Linked DNA regions of Triticum aestivum: region 1 is linked to region 2. The links are chromatin contacts, called in public Hi-C maps. All regions are on one chromosome and are shown on one strand. The core of a region is the stretch at or near the end of the contact, and the rest is flanking DNA. Distances in the headings are between cores, read along the strand shown. Region 1 has its middle 37 kb from the start of LOC123099543. Region 2 has its middle 46 kb from the start of LOC123099532.

The links. A called contact is a pair of places that touch in the nucleus more often than the background predicts.
Region 1: a Hi-C map of leaf shows a contact between it and region 2, with 3 times the contacts expected there. The contact joins two enhancer-like sites. A contact is called at or near these places in 2 of 5 Hi-C or Micro-C datasets (both in leaf).

Annotation. Positions count from the first base shown.
Region 1 is chr1B:671,035,413-671,038,112 of IWGSC CS RefSeq v2.1, forward strand. No RefSeq gene overlaps it. Among protein-coding and RNA genes, the nearest start is that of LOC123099543, 37 kb to the right of the region's middle. Within about 2 kb of position 1,304, at least 1 of the 8 cell types and tissues checked has an H3K27ac peak or open chromatin away from gene starts, as enhancers often do. A contact at or near this core is called in leaf, where this site is marked.
Region 2 is chr1B:670,793,460-670,796,159 of IWGSC CS RefSeq v2.1, forward strand. No RefSeq gene overlaps it. Among protein-coding and RNA genes, the nearest start is that of LOC123099532, 46 kb to the left of the region's middle. Within about 2 kb of position 1,347, at least 3 of the 8 cell types and tissues checked have an H3K27ac peak or open chromatin away from gene starts, as enhancers often do. A contact at or near this core is called in leaf, where this site is marked.

The sequences.
Region 1 (2,700 bases), core at 54-2,553, 240 kb after region 2:
CTGCAGGTCGGAGACGCGGGCCGCGAGCTCGGGTTTCCAGGCTTGGATGGCGTCGACCTTGGCGCTGAGATCGCCAATCGACCCTTTGATGTCGGAGCAGAATTCCCCCATCAGTTCCCTCATGAACTTCTTCGCCTCATCGTCCATGGCAAGTCTCTTCTGCTTCTCCCTCCTTGTCTCGATGATGGAGCGAAAAATCAGGGCCAGATCTGCAGCGGATGTGGTGGAAAAATGGCTCTAGATACCAATTGATAGCATCTACTGGTGGAAATCTCACTCAAGTACAAGATTGGGTTCGGGTTACAAGCTCTCAGAGCCGAATAAGAAGGAAGTTGGGAAAGAGGGGAAAAGAAAGCCGCCGCCGCCAGTTCTGGTCCGTCTCTGGATGAACCCTAGCGGAGCTCTTGCTGCGCCTTAAGTAGTCTTCTGCCTGTTGGTGGTTGGGCCGCTAACCCAGTCAGGGTCTGTTACTCGGGTATTGGGCCTCCGGTTACGGACGGGACTGCTTTGTACCCCTTCCTGGCCCTCGCCACTCTGCTCTTGCAGGCCTGTAGTTGGAGTGTTGCTGACATTAAAGTTTGTTATATAGTATGTTTGTGCTCTGTAGTACGCACAGGTCCGTAGATTTGAGGCCACCCGTTGATCAAAGGCCGTTTCGCAGGCCGGATGCCACCCACGTCGCCAACTTGGCGGCACGATGGATCAGCACGGCGCCATCACCGAGTCACTGACAGGGAACGGCATGTGCTCCTTCCTCGACTGTCCATTCCACTTGCGGGCCGCGAGAGCTTCCAAGTTCCAAGCGTTGCATCTTGCTGGATCGGTGGACTGGACGATCGAGTTGTGGTCTTTTCCCTTGACCAAATATGTACTCAGCGATCGATAACTTCAGTAGATGGTCCGACGCAGGGTGAATGCTAGAAGCCTGAAAAATCAGAACCGATCGAGCGGCGATCTCACACACACACAGCAAATTCGGTTCGAGCTCTGCACATGCCGGGGATTGTCAGCAAGCCATAGTCAAAACCGATCGACAGGGACGCAGCGCGGCGTCGCCGTCGAGCCCCGCGTACGTGTCCGTCCGGGCGACCGCCCCCGCGCGCGCCGTGGCCAAGCGAAGCAGTCGTCTCCCCGGGTCGCCGTCGCGTCGCGGTCGGGCCAGCAGCAGCGCCGGACACGGCCAAAAGAACGCTTTTTGCCCCGACACCGAGTCGCCACCGCAACGCGCGCTCACATGGGCTCCCCTTGGCTCCGCCTTCACCGTTCGGGATGAGACGGACGAGACGACGAGGCGGCGATGAAAACAGCACCGGCGGCACAGGTGTCGCGCGCGCGGCCGAGAGGTCGGCTGCCGCCGCTCTGTGGCTCGGCGTACGTCGGTCTCGGCATGGTGTCTTTGGTCAAAACCGGGGAAAACGCTGGCGCCGAAGGACGCCGATGCTGATGCCGATCGCGACCGTGCCACGCCACGTCGCCGGGCTGCTCGATGGATCGTCTCGTCAATGTGCTACTCCGTGATTACTAGCAGCTGTTTTTGCGAGCAGGCGCGACAATTAAGTCAGTCAGTAATGTGCACGCTGCCGCTGCGCGTCGTCTCGGCCGGCACGTACGTGGCGACCCCGCGGGCAAGAGGTGGGAGCTGTCCGAGTTTTTTTTTTTTAGCAACTGATGATTTTTTTTAACACAGTTCAGATGCCGCACATATATACTCTCCTCGTTTCAAAATAGATGACTCAACTTTGTACTAATTTTAATATACTCTCATTATGAACGCACACACAGCCTACCCGAATGAGCATCTTCGAGAGATTGAGCCGTCATATCATCTTAGATTTTACAAAGTCACCGCAGGCACCTCGTAGTCGACATGAACGTCTCCTCCCACTAACGCACATCACCAGAAATGCTGAAATAAATGCAAGAATAAATGCAAGCATATGTCCTTCTAACTATCCAATCACTGAACGCACAGGGAGTACTAATAAAAAGCGAGACGATGAGTAAGTGGGCCTGTGCGTTCTAGAAGCAGGTAGGGCAGTCAAGGAGTTTGTAGGACGATCATACGGACAGACAAGTGTGAAGTCCAACTTAAAAATCGAAGTCCAAGCACGCACGGAAGCATTGATTGAGATTGAAGAGGCCGTGGATACTTTTCCCCCGGTGGACGGACGCCACTCAGCCTGTCCGACACTAACACACAACCAGTTCATCTCTCACCGAAGAAAACTAGTAAGGTACACCTAGAAGTTTAGATGGCCAAAATATGAACAAATATAGACATACCACACTATAACACGTAAACATGTAAGATTGGAGTCATATATGCACATCGTAGATGTAAATTTAATTCTCATAGTTCATCCCATTGAAAATCATATTATAGATATAAAATATTCAAAGATTGTATGTATAATACTACATGAATCTCATGTGAAATATATCGAACATATTGTCTAGGTATCTCGTATTGCAGTTTTTGGTGGCTAGTATCGCTTCTTCAAAGACAAATGAAATTTATGAACGTGTTGGCATAGCCTTGAAAAACAAACATAATAAAGTAAAAGTGAATGGTAATTCTTTTTGAAGAATTGTTTTGGGGGGAGTTAAAATATAAAAGAGCGTAAAAAAGGAATGGTAATTCACTTAGAAGAAAAATTGTTGGACAATTCAAGTAGGAAGATTCTAGAACAAAGAAGAAGT
Region 2 (2,700 bases), core at 97-2,596:
TTTGACCAAGTTTATAAACAAAAATATTAAGATATACAATAACAAATCAACAACATTAGATTTATTGTTGAATGTATTTTCACATCGTATAGATTTATTATGATAAATGTCTATATTTTTTTTACAAACTTGGTCAAACTTTACGAAGTTTGATTTCAGTCAACTCTAATATTACTTTGTAGGGCCTTCGTGAGTAATTAATAAAATGGCTGCATGCATCTCCGAGATGCAGAGGCCGGGGGTCACCCTCCTTTTCTAAAAAAATAAAAAATTCAGAAGTAACAAAAAAAAGGGGTTTGGTGGGTCAGTGACTCTGTGAGCCAAGATGCAACACTCTCATTTGATGCTCGTGACGCTCTCTCGTTGTAATCAACAGCCCCAAAGTCAGAGTGATCAGTGAATGGAGCAGCATTTATTCGCAAAAAAAAAAGTGAATGGAGCAGCATTGAAACCCAAAAGGCAGCCTCTACAGCAACCGCGAGAGGAGAGTCAAACGAAGGCGAAGGCGATCGGTCACGGCCACGCAATGCTCTCTTGCTTCCCTGTGATGCAGCGATCGAGTGCCGAGTCTTTTCGTGCTTAGCAGCGATCATGTCTGGAATTCTTTGACGGGTGGTCGGCAGCTCGGCATGGTTAAGGTCGTATTTTGATGGTAGCTCGGGCTATATTCAATCGGTTTGCATGATGGTCGTGTAATATGATAGGCAATTAGTTTTTCTATTTTTTTTTTGTGTCTGCCGGTTGTGGCTTTTCTTTTATCATTCCGCTCTTCTTGAGTCTTTTTGTGGTTCGTTTATTTCAGACTTCATGACTTTTGTTGAACCTATTTCTTTATAATAATAAAGGTGGCCGTATGCATCGTTCTGATGCAGAGGTCGGGGTTATACCCCTTTTTCAAAAAAAAAATGGTCAAGCTCCTACTAGCTACTCTATCCGTTCATAAATATAAGTATTTGTAGAGATTTCACTATAGACTACATAAGCATGATGAGTGAGTTTAGACTCTAAAATGCATTTATATACATCCGTGTGTGCTTCGTAGTGAAATCTCTAAAAAACTTATGTTTAGAAAAGGAGGGAGTACTTTAGCCCCTGACTATTCAAGCGTGCCGATCATTTATGTACAGTTTCCGGTGAAGTCATGCACTCATGCTCTTTAAGCCATGCTTTGGTGTGGCCAGGCCTGGCCACCCGTTGATGCGAGGCCGTGCGTTCGCCCCGTTTGGTAGGTCGGATGCCACCCACGTCGCCAACTTGGCGGCACGATGGATCAGCACAGGACGTCCCACGAGAGTTCTATGCCGGAGATTAGCAGTAGTGGTAGTTCAAGGCGGTCAAAGCCGATCGACAGGGCGCAGCGGGGCGTCGCCGTCGAGACTCGCGTACGTGTCCGTCCGGGGCACCGCGAACAACGAAGCAGTCGTTGCCGTCGGGCCAGCACGGCGCCGGGGAAGGCCAAAAGAACGCTTTTTCCCTTCGCGACAACGAGTCGCCGGTCACCAGCACCCCTCACTCACATGGCTCCCCTTGGGCCGCATTTACCAGATCGGACGAGACAGACGCGACGAGGCGATGATGGAACCACCGGCGACACAAGGTCACAGGTGTCAGCCGAGCGGCCGAGAGGTCGGCTCCTGCCGCTCTGTGGCTCGGCCTCGGCGTACGTCGGTCTCGGAATGGTGTCTTTGGTCAAAACCGGGGGAAAACGCTGGCGCCGATGGACGCCGATGCCGATGCCGATCGCGACCTTGCCACGCCACGTCGCCGGGCTGCTCGATGGATCGTCCCGTCGATGTGCTCTTCCGTGATTACTAGCGGCAGTTTGTTGAGAGCAGGCGCGACAATAAAGCCAGTCAGTGATGTGCACGCTGCCGCTGCGCGTCGCGTCGGCCGGGACGTAGCACGTGGCGTCCCCGGCGGGAGCTGGCCGCGAGCTCAATGATTGAGCTGTGTGCTGCTGTCTAAAAACACCTGACATGAGCACACCTAATGTGCATATATACAGTATTTAGAGGATGTATAGCCGGACTTGGCAAATGCGGCCCTCTACATCCGCGAAGGCCCGGCACGCCCGCGGACACTGACATGGCACTACCTATATTCACGCCTCCACACCGTGTATCTCATATTTCTTTTCCTATATCTCTACCTAATAATAATCTCTACCTCTTTATCTTTATCTTTACCTACTAATAAACCACGCATCGCTTCTGGTGGTACGTCATAAAAACAACCCTCGAAGTTGGCAATAATTACCCACCAATGCCACCCGTAAGTGGCAAAAACGATTCGTTTTTAATTTCTAATATCGCTCCAGGGTTCTGTTATTAAAGGTGGATACGATATAATAGCACCAATACTTGAGCAGCGCGATGGCTGAGTCAATGATGCTCCACATAGGAGACCAGGGTTCGATCCCTGGTTCTCACGCTTTTTCTCTTTCTTTTTACCAAGCGCAGTAATGGGCCAGCCCATGTGCGGGTCGTGGCGCCCCCTGTTTTCTATATCTTTTTTTTATTTCTATTTTGTTTTTCCCTAAAAATAAATTTCGGATTGATGGCGCCCCCTATGTTTTATTTCTTTTTACTTTTTTATTTCTGTTTTGGTTTTTTATCTCAAAATTAATTTCGGATTTCCAAAATATCAAACAATTGCGAGTTCTGAAAAAAAGTAGGAAAATGGTAAACTGTTTGTGAATTT